Linked DNA regions of Mus musculus: regions 1 and 2 are each linked to region 3. A link is a contact called in public promoter capture Hi-C data. All regions are on one chromosome and are shown on one strand. The core of a region is the stretch at or near the end of the contact, and the rest is flanking DNA. Distances in the headings are between cores, read along the strand shown.

Region 1 (4,236 bases), core at 1,356-3,855, 690 kb before region 3:
CAATTCCCGCTCTGCATGGAAGAGAGTCCCTAGGGCCAAGGCTGGTGGTCTGTCTGAGAGGGAGTGGGGATGTGTGGGGGCTGTGCCTTCCTCCTGGCAGTGGTCCCTGGGGCATCAGGAGTAGGAGGAAGTTGCTTTCATGCTAAGGGACAGAACAAGCTGTTGGGGAGACTCTCTTACCCGCCCCCCAGATTGTGTGCAGAAGGTCTCCCTGCTTTTAATACCTGAATCTCTAATAGCTCTCAATTGCATCCTCAGGTGGCACCCGTGCCAAGCTCCTATATGTTCTAAGAAGTGGATCGAACATCCCTCTGTCCCTGTCTGTACCCACAGAGTCTCCCTTCTAGTCCAAGAACCAGGTACCAGCTTGTACCACCCAGATCTTTGAGCCAATGAGCCTCCCCACCTGAGCCATCTGGAAACTCCTACTCACCCTTCAAGACCCTGTGCAATTATACCTATTGCTTGAAAGCCACTGGGAGTACTAAGCTCCATATTAACCTGGTGTCATTTCTTCCTAGTTTCTCTGGTCTGAAAGAAGGCTGCACACAGGCTTAGGGTACACAGCACTTCATCTAAATCGTCTTTAGCTGAAGATGTTATTGGGTCCTGTAGAATCAAGCTTTGGCTATGAAGCTTGGTACGGAAGCTGTCAGGGCCCGGCCTCCACCAGGGCACACATTGTGAAGAGGACAGAGGGGCATCCGAGAAGCTGAGATGGACGAGTGAGTAGGAGGCTCCCTCCAGCAGGAGAATGGGAGCCCAGTCGGAGCCCTGTTGGCTTACCCACAACATTTGCCTGGCTTCAGTGGAGGCCAATGGGGCGGAGCCAATGGGGCGGAGCCAGAGGGAATCTTACTCTCAAAATCCCTCCTGCCTGCTGCCAGCCCCCAGGGAAGTCCCGCCATTCGGGAACCTGATATTTTAAGACTTAAAGCAAATGTTTCTGGGGCCCCCGGAGCTGCACCAAGGCGCCCATTCAGCCTCATGGGGGCAGGGCCAGCACAGAAGAGCAGACCCCCACCTGCTGCTCTGTTCCCTGGGTGGTAGTTTCTGACAGCAGGGAGTTACGGACACTCCCTGCAAGACACTCCTTGAGCACAGGGGAAGGAGACCTGTGGGGCTTGCAACCTGACGGTCCCTCTCCCAGGTCTCCACGCTCAGGTAAGACCATCAGAAGTCTTGAATCCATTCCAGACCAGGACCAAATAAACAAGCAGCTGCCCTACCTAGGCACCATCTGGGTGAGCACGTCCATGTCCAGGGTCTGGTTTTGAGCCGAGGAACTTAAGCCGAGCCTTTCCATCCAGTAAAGAAAGAGATCTGAGATCCACTGGTGATGTCTATTGGGGTTACAGACATGAAAGTGGTGATCTGTGTGCTGCTTCCTGATCCATAGTGACAGAAACACGGGGCAGGATTCTTCCTGTCATGGCCTGGGTAAGAGAGGGCCATGAAGCTTTGTCTTGGCTCCAAACTTCTGTCCCCTCCCTCCCCTGACCCCAGTTCACCTTCCCTCCAGTCAGCCTTGAAAGGTTAGAACATAACATACTGGAGGAGGGCAGTGCATGGCAAGGCAGCTGGAGTTGTGCTGGGGCAGTCAAAACCTAAGAGTCTAACTTTGTTTGTTTGTTTGTTTGTTTGTTTGTTTGTTTGTTTGTTTGTTTGAGAAAGGGTCTCACTATGTAGGCCAGGCTGACCTGGAACTCACAGATCTCCTCCTGCTTCTGCCTCTGGAACTCTGGGATTAAAAAGCGTGCGCCACCATGGCCAGAAAGGACCTAATCTTAAAGTATGTTCCAGGACTGGTCCAGCCATGAATGCAAGGGCACACCAAGAGAGGAAGGCTACTCTGGGGGTTCTTTTAGGGTGGACTGTACTAGCAGGTTCAGCTATCCCAGACCACAGTCCTCAGATCTAGTTTTCTTTTCTTTTCTTTTTTTTTTTTTTTTAGACAGGGTTTCTCTGTGTAGCCCTGGCTGTCCTGGAACTCGGCTGTCCTGGAATTCACTTTGTAGACCAGGCTGGCCTTGAACTCAGAAATCCACCTGACTCTGCCTCCCGAGTGCTGGGATTAAAGACGTATGCCACCACGCCCGGCAGATCTGGTTTTCTTGATCGGCAGAGCTTGCTCACAATCTTACCCTTAAGTCATGAGCCTGTCACAGCTCTTCTTGGGCAATTTTCACTATCTTATAGATGGAGAAACTAAGGCCCAGAAAGAAAGGGCAGTCTTTCTGGGACCACAAGCCAATCTAGCTGTATTCTCACCTTAACTCTCTGCTCTGACCCATTACCTGCAGACAGGACAGGGCTCTGGATGGCTGAGGTAGAGCAGAGCACACCCTGGAGAGAATCCTAGCATTGGTACCTGCCTGTGGGGCTCCTGGTCAGTCTGAAAACTTCCTCACAAGCCTGGCAGAAATCACCACTGACCTGGGGCTATCACTTGCCAGCTCTACTGCCCTCCTTTTACCATTTTCACAACCTGCCAAGCTTGACCATGGCTACACTGTCATCCTATGTCAAGGGGATTCCCTCACCTCTGTGTTCCTTAGACAGGACAGGCCTGCCACCATCATTGCCTTGCTGTGAGGTTGCATACTGTGCAGGGCCTCTGGGCCTCGGGGTTCCCAGTTCTGAAATTGGTGGAAGGGTCACTGGCAGGAAGGTGGGAGCAGCACTCACATCAGCCTCTGCTGCCCTGTTCCCTTCCCTGGGGACAGATGCTGTTCATAGTCTCTGGTCCAGCCAATTACACAGGGCCTTGAATTTTTCACAGGCCAGAACTTCGTGGTGGTGTCTGCAGTCATACCTCTGACAATCTGGAGCCAGGAAAATGCCCACAGGAGCTTACTCCTCCAGAGCCCCAGGTGTCTCATAGCCAGAGTGTCTCCAGCAGCCAGAGCTGCCCCTGACACCTCCTTCCTCCACATCTTTCATTCTTTGGGCCTTGGTTTCTCCACATATATTTAGTAAAGGGCAGGATGCTGTTGGAAGTAAGAGAGGTACTTAGGAAGTTGTAGTTGGGGTGGGAAGAAAACACAGAGTATAGGACTTGGGGGTCCAGGAGGAGAAAGTGGGACCCTCTTGGTCCCCTTCAGAGGAACACAGAGGCCAAGAACTCCACAGACACCAAGCAGAGGAGACTGAATTAATTAGGACTCCTAAGGTCAGAGGGTTCCCAGACCCGGGGCCCTTCCAGAGACCCTGCATCCAGGGCACCACTGGGAAACAGATAGCTCAGAGTGGTAGGTGAGGGTAGCAGGCAAGCGCAGCACCTGGCCCCGCCCTTCCCCATCCACACCCTGTCAGAGCCCCTTCCCTTGTGTCTAGGCCCCTGGCCCCACTTGTACACCCAGACTCCAAACTGGAAAGACGGGCCGAAGAACAAACAAGCTCATACCACAGCCCCTACCCAGGCCTGTATGGGCAGGGCCAGGAGCTGGGGTTCCTCCTTTTGGGGTCCCAGGAGCCTAGTGAGAGGGACTGACTACCTGTCAGTCCCTGTCTAGCTGTGCCAAGCCCCCTGCTCACTCTTCTTCAGGATAGCTCCCTGGAAAGCAGGCACGGCTGGGCTATCGCTCCCCAGTTCATCTCTTAGGAGGGATCTGCTCATCACAGGGCTGTTCAAGAGATGTCAGAAGGTTGCTGAAGCTAGACAAACAGGACCAACTCTTCAAGATTCTTCTCAGACCACAGTCCCTGTGGCTCCTTCCTAAGGCTCAATTTTGGCATTCAGTCACGTGGTGAGTATAGGGCTAGGTACATTATAGAGACTGGACAAACACCCGTTACTAAATAAAGAAACCCTTCAGAGCAGTCTAGGGCACACTGAGTGACTCTTGCCTCAGCCTGCTCTTGCCATCTGCATCTGCTCCTGAAGAGGCAGTTGAGACCTCTAGACCCTGCTGTGCTTCAGGCTGCCTCCGTCTCTGCCCCTGTGGCTGTCATCACTGAGCCAGGGTCTTGGCACACTTAGAAATCAGGAAGGTTCTGTTTTTTTTTCCAGATCCGAGGGGTGATTTTCAGTGTATTTGATGGTCTGAGCTACAGACAAGAGGAGAGAAGGCCCGTGCTGGGGAGACGTGGAGCTGAAGACATGGATGGGCATGTGCTGGACTTGGGAGGCAAGCCCTGACAAGACCCAGAGTCCAGGATGCTGTCTGAGAGTGGACATGGGTGGGCCGAGCTGCATGCACTGCTTTAGAGCCCTGCTCCTACTCCAGTGACCCA
Region 2 (4,809 bases), core at 812-3,311, 680 kb after region 3:
TGTTTGCACCTCTTCTCCTTCTAGCAATTACAGCAAATCATTTTGGTTCTGCTTTAAACACAGGGCTCCCTCGAGCTGCTTCTTCCTACACGCAAAGCCAACAATCAGAGGGAGATTTTTTTCTTTTCAGGAATTGCTCGTAAAAGCTCAGTGACTAATGTACAAGTCCCAACAACTGGCAGGAAAACACTGCAGGAAGAAATTCTGGGCACACAGCCGAACTCAAACAGCCAGACAAGCTGGCCAACAAGCACTCTCAACACCTTACAACTAACCTGCAGAAAGCCAGGAGCCAAATTAGTAAACTGAATGAACAGCATTGCTCCCCTCGCAGCAAGCAGGCAGGCAATGCAAAGACTGGACAACTTTTCCCAAGTCTACCCTGTAGGTTTCAGAGGTTTTCATTAAAAAACTGCATAGGACAGAAAGATCACCTGCAGGCACATGACTTCTTGCAAAAACCTTAGTGGGAAGGTTTGGCCACACATTTGTCTCTAGAGGCCAGCCTGAGGCTGGACCATCTGCTTTCTTTCAGACTACTCCAGGAGCTCTGCTCCACCCAGCATACTTTTTCGAGAGACAGAGCTACAGAGTGGTTACACAGACTACGATCCTAAAAATGTCTGCTTGAAAGCCAGGGATTCCAGATACGGGCAGATAACAGTGGAGGGGCAAGGCCAGGAGGAATCAGAAGCAATAATGTGGCATCCCTCTAGGGTTTGCCTCCATCCCACCAACCTTTGTCCTAGATTGGAAATCCCAAGTTCAGCCTAGAAGATGAGCCCCTCCACGACCTGCCGAATCTCCTGGTCCTAGGTGCAAAAGCCACAGCTAGCAAACCCCAGTAACAGTCCAGTCACAGGATTCCTATAGGCAAGGATCCGCCCCTCCCCCATCGCCACATATGTCAGTGGGGGTGGCCTCTCAGTGTTACACCCCTCCTGCTGATTGAAAGTGAGGAACCTGGAACACAGCTTTCCAAATGCGCCTGACAATTATAACTAGAAAAGATACTGTGAAGAGGGGGATAGAACACATAAGTAAATAACTTCTGAATCTCTCCGGCCAGCCAAGATCAGCACGGGACTCTCGTCGCAAGGTAGTCCAAAACTGTTCAGGGCGCGGCCGCTGAGAGTATTATCTGGCCTCAATCACTCCAAGTACCTAAGTCACTGCCCCCCAGGGAGAGGTATTTTCCCCCAGCACTTACACCCAGGCTTGTGTGCATATGAACCATTCTGGAAGATAAACAGAGAATGACAAGCTAGGGCCCCTCAGCTCACTCCCTGAGCCAGCCAGTCCCTTCCTCTTGCCACCCGACCCCCTCCCCCCAAGCCCATCTCTCTTCCTGCCAGGCGGCTGCCTCCAGCAAAGGTCTGGGGGCAGGGCAGAAAGCCCACCCAGCCACGGAGCCGGGCCCTCTAAGCCCTACCCTGTCCCTGACACGGCCAGTCCCCCAGCCAGGAAGGGTACTCGAGGAAAAGGACTGCAGACCATACACACAAGCGCAGTTCTGGAAACCGTAAAGCGTTCCAGTGAGGGGCAGCCGCAGGCGTACAGCCGTTTGCATAATGGGAGAACGCCCGCCTGTCAGGCAGCATAGCTCGCCCGACGCCGTTCGGATTAGATTGCTAATGAAAAGGCACAAAGAGCCGGCGCCCGCTACCCCGTCGACCCCCGCTCCACAGACTCGCGTCCCCGGACTGGCGCGGCCCTGGGGGCTTTGTGCCCGGAGTCCCCGTGCCGGCCGCAACCCGCCGGGCACCTGAACCACAAAGCCCCCGCCCGTCCAGGGTCCCGCGTGCGCCTCGGTTCGAGACTAGGGGCCGTGCGCGCGCTCCGTCCCACGCGCGCCCACGCCCCCCTCTCCGGGGGCGCGCCCGGCCCGCGTCGCCCTCCCTCGAGGACACCGCTTACCTCAGGTGCCTGCCAGAGGCCCCTCGTCTTGGGCGCCCGACCTGAGCTGCACGCGCCCGCCCTGTCCGCCCTCCGCCGGCCCCCGCTCGGCTCTCCGCCCAGCGCGCCCAGAGCGCTGCTCACAGCCGCCCGCTCCGCGCCATCTTGGAAGCTTGTGACGTCAGCTCCACCCGCTCACCCCTGACCCACATCTGAATGGGCGAGCGACAGGGCGGACCTGGAGGCGGACCCTTGTGGGGGCGGAACCCTGAGGCTGGGCGGGGCCGCCGAGGGGTCTGAGTCCAGGGATGGGCCAGTGGCTGCGGCAGAGTGTAATGGGGGAGGGGCGCACGGGAGGTCGCCTACAGGGTCCCGATGCAGGCGCCAGAACGGGATGGCAACCTCACCTCAAAATACTTGACGGGCAACACCCAGCGAAACAAGAATCCTGCTCTTTACCACGGGTCTATGCCCAGCCCTCAAACGGAAGACTGACCCGTTTTGAGCCTGACCCGGACCCTTCAGAACCCCCAACACTATCACCACCAACCCGGTTCAGGTGGCCTGCGCCTCTCCTCTTCCGCCCGTTTGAGCCCCTTGATCTACGCAGAGTATCTCAGTCTATAAAGTTTAGCACCCAAAGGCTGCTTGCTCCGCTGTCTGGGCTGCAGGAAGGCCTGCGTGGTTCTGATTTTAAAGGAGAAAAGAGGCCTGGGAGTCTTAACCCTAAACTTCTCCTAGGATCCTTACATCCACTCTCGCGAAGGTCGACCCGGATTGCGCAGAGGGCGGAGAGGTCCGTGTACACTCTGCTTACTTATCCAGAGTTCCGGTGACCGCCGCAGGTCACAGGAGTTTAGGCAGCCCAGTAAAGACCCAAGACTTGTGGCCATCCAAATGTATTGGGGTTCACACGGAGTTATTCTCTAGAGAGTTATTAGATGACCATCTCTCTACTTTGAACACTAAACACTAAAGCCCACCACTGTTAAAGGTCAGAAAAGTCCTAGCCAGAACCTACAGCTGTTCTATAGGGAGGTTGTGACCCAGAGTCAACATTGAAACCCAATTCAATAACCCTTCACAGAGGCAAGCATGCTTTCCGAATGTACAAGCTTAAAATAACAGATTAAAAAAAATTAAAATTCTTAGTTTACCCAATAGCTACATAGCTAATACATGATTGTTTTTACAACTATCATCTTTGAAACACCAAACAACAGAAATAGGAGTACATTTGTCCTAACAGATATTAAAGCAAATTATAAAGCTACTGCTGTCAATTATACTAGCCAAGACATAGAATACTATGCCTAAACATCCTAGAAATGGCGAAAACTCAATAGATTGAAAATGGGTGGCATGGGGCATGTCTTTAGTCCCAGAACTCTGAAGGCTGAAAGAGGCAGATCTCTGTGAATTAGAGCCAGTCTGACTACATAGTGACTTCCAGTTGAGCCAGGGCTACACAGTGAGCCTGCCTCAGAAAGGAAAAACAAAAAAGAACTATCAAGCACGTGTTAAAGGAATTGTCAATCATGAAGAACAGCTTAGAGGTGGGCTGTTTTGAAGACTTACTGAGCCAAGTGTGGTGGTCCTGCCACTCCCTAGGTGATGGTTACAGGAAGGAACATTTTTTTCAGTGGTTATAGTCACTGGTAAACTGACTCCTATAAATAATACACTGGTATTGCCCTGACTCCTATAAATAATCACCCACTTATTCCCCTGTAAGCAGTTCTAATTAAATTCACTAAATCACATAAAAAAGAAAGAGTATGGGGCTGGGGAGATGGCTTAGTGGGTAAGAGTACCCGACTGCTCTTCTGAAGGTCCAGAGTTCAAATCCCAGCAACCACATGGTGGCTCACAACCATCCTTAATGCAATCTGATGCCCTCTTCTGGAGTATCTGAGGACAGCTACAGTGTACTTACATATAATAAATAAATAAATCTAAAAAAAAAAAAAAAAAAAAAAAAAAGAAAGAGTAGAACTGAGACAAGCTGGGGAAAAGAATGGGGTCAGAGGCAGTGGGAAAGAAACAAAAGAGGGTAATGGGCTGATTGTGGTCCAAATATGCTATGTGACTATGTCATGAGACCCATTACTACATGTAATTAATATAGGCTAATAAAAAAATCCAGAGTGAGCCAGGCATGGTGGCGCATGCCTTTAATCCCAGCACTCAAGAGGCAGAGGCAGGTGGATTTCTGAGTTCGAGGCCAGCCTGGTCTATCTACAAAGTAAGTTCCAGGACAGCCAGGGCTATACAGAGAAAGCTTGTCTGGAACACAAAAAACAAAAAACAACAACAACAACAACAAAAAACAGAGTGAAAGGCAGAGCTACAATTGTAAGATTCAGCTGTGCCACCCCTGGGGTAGTTAGGTTAGCTGGTACCTGAGGTACCACTAAGTCAGCACAACCATGTTTATCTTATACTTTTTTACCTTTTTATAACTTTTTTTCATACAATATATGATCATTCTTTCCCCTTCCCCCAGCTCCTACCTACTCAAATCTATACCATTCCACACACACACACTTAAAAAAAAAAAAAAGTCTCACACTGCAACTTTGTCCAGGAACTCTATATATAGACCAAACTGACTTCAAACTCAGAGATCATGCTGGGCGTGGTGGCGCACGCCTTTAATCCCAGCACTCCGGAGGCAGAGGCAGGTGGATTTCTGAGTTCAAGGCCAGCCTGGTCTACGAAGTGAGTTCCAGGACAGCCAGGGCTACACAGAGAAACCCTGTCTCGAAAAACAAAAACAAAAAAAAAAAAAAAAACAAAAAAACTCAGAGATCTTCCTGCTTCTGCCTCCTGAATGCTGGGATTAAAGGTGTGCACCAACAACGTCTCCTGGGCCCTCTTCTCTCTCTTTAAAAAATAAACAAAACCAAAAAC
Region 3 (4,790 bases), core at 659-3,158:
ACAAATGACTGCCACCAAGTGCACAGAGCCTGGCTCACTGACACCTCAATATGGTCCTGACAATATGGTCAATATGGTCCATTGAGGGAGAACTCCCCAAGGGCACAGCTTTGGCAGAGCACCATGTCATCTTCCTACAGGGAGAGAAATACAAGAGAAAGGAAGCAAGGCTATGGGCATGGAAAGAGGAAGAAATCCCAGAGGCCTTCCTGTCCCTGGCCTTGCTGCCCCATTCTGAGCAGACAAGAGTAACGGGCCACTTCACACCCCTGAGCATTGAGGTGGGTTTAGGCACAGATGTTCTACACGAATGTCTGCTAGACAAGTCTTCTGCATCCAAAGGAATCCATAGGAGGTCTGGGGCTGTGGCAGCCATTCTGTAACCATGAGGCAGGCTGAAAGGTCACACAGTTAATAGTGCTACTCATAAGCCTTTCAGATGAACACACTCTGGGACTTTTATGATGGATGAGACAGTAATGTCCATCACTTGAAGCCCATAGAGTCCTCACTGGTACTAGAGTGTAGTCAGCAGAAGAACTTATAAGAGGACTTGGTAAAGTGGGAGATGGGTGACTGGGTATGCTGCCTACTCTGGCTGCTAATATTCCTGGGACATCAACCCCATGTCCAGTTGTGCTCTGGATATCTCACACCCAGTAACTGCTTAAACCCTAAGAACAAATCATTTTTTCCTTTGAGACAGGGTCTTGCCCTGTAGCTCTGACTAGCCAGGAACTCACAAAGATCTGTCTGCTTCTGCCTCTCAAATGCTAGGATTAAAGGTATCATCATGCCTTAAAAAAAAAAAAAAAAAATACAGATCTCACCAGACTGGCCTTTCCCTCACAGTAATCCTCCTGTCTCGGCCTCTGGAGCCCCTGGAATCCTGCGACTATAGATTTGGCTCACCATTCTCAACGCTTGTCCCCTTAGGAAGAACCCTTGATAGTTGATCAGTATTATGACATTAAACAAGCCACAATGCTTAGTAACAGTGAGGCAGTCCGCTGCTCTGTCCTGAAAGACACACGCCATATTTTCAGAGATCACAAAACAAAGTGTCTTAAGCAAAGGCCTAGAGGTTCAAAGCTTCATAATTGAGAATGACGAAAATCGGGCCAAGTATTTGTTCTCAGTTGGAAAGAACAGTGGGCAGAAGTTATATTGTAGACAAAGCGGAACTGGCCTGGGCAAAGGGTAGGGCAGGGGCACATGAAACAGCTCTTAGAAAATGTGGTGTGAGGGAGATGTTGATGTACACAGGAGCCGGGCAAGGGCGTCAGGGACCTTCTAAGACAGGAGATAACAAGAAAAATATCTTCTAGTCTCTAGAAAGAAGGCACAGAATTGGCAGCTCGCGCCTTTGCTCCCAGCACTCAGGAGACAAGAAGCAGGCGAATCTTTATGAGTTGGATGTCAGTCTCAGCTTCCCATCCTGTAGGTATTCTTCTATAGGAGATTCAGACCAGGGCTTCAAAGTGAGCAAGAGCTGTCAAGTAGGGTCATCCTGCTGACAGGGTGCTGAGCTCACTGGAAATCTTCATTCCAGGAATCTCCAGTTTCATGGAGGGAATGAGGGAAGCCAGGGGCAGAGAGGTGGCGGGGACCCTGTGAGTTAGAGGCTTCCAAGGTCCTGGCATTCCTCCTGGCAGGCGACCTTAAGCCTGCCTTAAAAGATATAAAGGATGGGCTCCTGATCCCTTCCTTTCCCTCCAGCTCTAGACGTGGCAGAGTGCAGGACTCCCTGCTCCCAGCGCAGTCCCCGGTACCCAGACGAAGGGGCTTGCCCTCCTCCATGGCCGGGGATTAGCTCTCTGAGGACTGGCGACGGGATTAGCACGCGCGAACGCGGCGCCCGGTCTGGGGATTACCGCACCTCCCACCTCCCTATGTATATATTCCGCCTCTTGCGCCGCCCGCCCGCGGGCATGGCGACTGCAGGCAGCGCGGCCAGCCGCAGGGACCCCGGGCGACCCTGCCCTTTCTCCATCGAGCACATCCTCTCCAGCCTGCCGGAGCGCAGGCCCGCGACGCGGCCACCGCAGCCCGTCGGTGGTCGGAACCCCGCCGAGCTAGACGAACCCGAGGCGCCCGTCCCCGCTGCTCCTTGCGCCTGCTGCTGCTGCTGCAACCCGCGCGCTGCGACCCGCGGAACCCCGGAGACATCGTCCGGGCCGGGTGAGTGCGCGCGGAGGGGCAAGACTAGGCGGGGATCTCGCGGGGCGGCCTGCGGGGCGAGCCTGGCTCCCCCTAACCCTAATTGGAACCGTAACCCTACACCTGACCCCACCCCGCCCCTTACCGCCCCGCAGGCTTGCGGCTGGCGTGGCCGCTGAGGTTGGCGCCCGCCACGCCCTCTCCCTTGACGGCGCCTAGAGCAGGCTCCCCGGCGCTGACTGGCACGAGCGGCCCCGGCCCGCAGAGGCGCACGCGGCGCCACCGTACCATCTTCAGCGAGGAGCAGCTGCAGGCGCTCGAGGCACTCTTCGTACAGAACCAGTATCCCGACGTAGGCACACGCGAACGCTTGGCGGTCCGCATCCGCCTGCGAGAGGAGCGCGTGGAGGTGGGTGTTCAGCCCGCAGCCTGGAGGCCAACTCCGGCGCCACTCTTATTTTTCAAAGACCGACCTTCCAGAAGGGGCTTCAACTCGTAGCCGGCTACACTGAAGGGAGACCCCCTATGATCACTCGATGAGGGCGCGGGGCCGGTTCTTCCAGCACGTTATTTGGGTGTCCCTGGAACTGGAAGAGGTCAAGAGTCGTTTTCTTTGACTTTGTCCGGCTCCCCAGTTTCCCCTGATGATGAAATGCACGTTTGTTCCTGCCCCAGATGTGAGAAAGTTAAGAAATGTTCAAATCTAGTCAGGCATAGTGGCATGTATCTGTAATCCCAACCCCTGGGGGATGGAGGCTGGATCATGAGTTCATCAAAGTCAGTCTCCTCACACAGTAAGAAGCCGCCTAGCCACCTAGGTTACAAGGAGGAGAGGTGGGGTGGGAAGAAGGGGAGAGAGGAGAGAGAGAGAGAGAGAGAGAGAGAGAGAGAGAGAGCGCGCCTGAGCCTGGGCTCAGGCTGGGAAAGTGTGTGAGGGAAGGAGGTTGCAGATCCATTCACCTACACCTCCATTGAAGCCTACCACCTAGCCCTTCCAAAGTTCTTTGGATGATGGATCCTTGGGGCCTGAGCTGTCCTGGTCTCCCTCCTCCTCAGGTCTGGTTCAAGAACCGCCGGGCAAAGTGGCGACACCAAAAGCGTGCTTCCTCATCGAGGCTCCTGCCTGGGACTAAGAAAACTCCCAAGGAGAGTTGTTGATGCTGTCCGGAGTTTATCTGGCTTTATGAAGTAGAGCACAAGGAAGGAGGAGGGGGACAGACCTACCTGAACAGGAACTAACGCTGCCAGCACTGGCAGCCAGGGGATCCAAAGCCGCCTTCTCACCCATGAAGGGAGGGCATGTGGGGCAGGAACCAGAGACCTCCTGCAGGTCAAGTGCAGACACAGAGCAGGTCAACTTCCTCAGCCACCCTCAGCACCTAGAGAAGCCCTAGCTCCATGCAGGACGAAGAGCCTAACTCCCCACCTCATGCCTGTCACCAAGACTGGCCTCTTCTCTGTCCTTCCACCTTCTTATGCAAGGCAGTGGTGTCTGCTCAGCCCTGGGCGTACTCTGTCCTCACAGGCCCTGCACTTTAGGGCCCTGGTGTCATGACCTGTGGAAGAAGAAGGTTGTAGTTGGTAGTTTCCAGATTCCTGCATCTGCTCCTTCACCTCAGCCTTGAGCTGATGCCAAGAAATAAACGAGATCTTCAAAGACCACAGAACAGTCCAGGATTTCAAGTCCCTGTGTCTCAGGCTTTGTTTCCACACCAACTGAGGGACTGGCTCCATTGTCCCTTTCCAGAGAGTTTGGGGGTGGGGTGTGGATCAACATGTGTTGCAGAGCACAGCTCAACAAGTACCCAGTCCCAGTACCATGTCTCCCTCGTCAGAATTAAAGCCGGTAGATGGTGGCAAGGCCTCCTGGGGATCTGGGCCTCTAGGCACTACCAACCAGCTTCACAGATGGGGGGAATCTTTGGCTGTGTGTGTGGATGTATGTGTGTGAGTGCATAGCTGTGTGTGTTGCCTGTATATATACATGTACATCACATGTTTGCCTGGTGCCCATGGAGATCAGAAGAGGATATTTGAATCCCTGAAAGTAGAGTTATGGATAGTTGTGTGTCACTGTGTGGGTGCTGGGAACTGAACCTAGATCCTCGAGAAGAGCAACAAATGCTTGTAACGGATGAGCCATCTCTTCTGCCCCCTCCATACTCTTCTTGGTGTATCTTTTCCATCCTTAGGCTACAGTTCCCACCTCTATGTCTCCAGTCCAGGCCTGTCCCCTGAGGTATTTGTCAGTCTGTACCTCTGACAACACCTGGAAGCCCACAGGCTTGCGGCAGGCACCATATATACAACAGGCCATTTTCCCATTCACTGTCCTGCTAAAGGCACGTTAAATCATAGAGTTCTTGATCATTAATTGCTATTATTACCGGATCATACCCAGTCCAGCCGATTTCACCTTTAAACATATCAATAACCCCCCAGAAACTAGCTCGTGTGCAGCTTCAGGCGCACCAACCTCATGAAAGCTGCATTCCCTTGCATGGTAACCATTGCAGCTTTCTCTGGTTTTCACCTGAGCTCACTTAAAATAATGTTTCTTGACAGGACTCCAAAGATACTGTGCAGCCTGGCTCTCCCCCTCTGGTGTCATCTCCTTCTTTAGCGCACTG

What was found. Promoter capture Hi-C pulls out the DNA fragments that hold promoters and counts their contacts.
Region 1: a contact with region 3 is called in a promoter capture Hi-C map of liver, with 3 times the contacts expected there. The contact joins the promoter of 4930588K23Rik here to the promoter of Gsc2 in region 3. A contact is called at or near these places in 4 of 39 promoter capture datasets (the SN4741 cell line, hippocampal neurons and liver) and 3 of 484 Hi-C or Micro-C datasets (all in embryonic stem cells).
Region 2: a promoter capture Hi-C map of liver shows a contact between it and region 3, with 2.2 times the contacts expected there. The contact joins the promoter of Hic2 here to the promoter of Gsc2 in region 3. A contact is called at or near these places in 1 of 39 promoter capture datasets (liver) and 1 of 115 datasets of contacts at active chromatin or transcription factors (bone marrow-derived macrophages).

What each region holds. Positions count from the first base shown.
Region 1 is chr16:18,605,031-18,609,266 of GRCm38.p6, reverse strand. It overlaps 4930588K23Rik (a long non-coding RNA gene), which reads right to left and starts at 2,605. Exons shown (of 2, transcript XR_384719.3): 1 at 2,544-2,605; 2 at 1-1,436. RefSeq lists an enhancer at 2,644-4,236.
Region 2 is chr16:17,230,839-17,235,647 of GRCm38.p6, reverse strand. It overlaps Hic2 (hypermethylated in cancer 2), which reads right to left and starts at 2,061. Exons shown (of 3, transcript NM_178922.3): 1 at 1,918-2,061.
Region 3 is chr16:17,912,145-17,916,934 of GRCm38.p6, reverse strand. Gsc2 (goosecoid homebox 2) reads left to right here and starts at 1,908. Exons shown (of 3, transcript NM_029469.2): 1 at 1,908-2,181; 2 at 2,316-2,569; 3 at 3,217-3,821. The coding sequence starts at 1,932. The coding sequence ends at 3,318.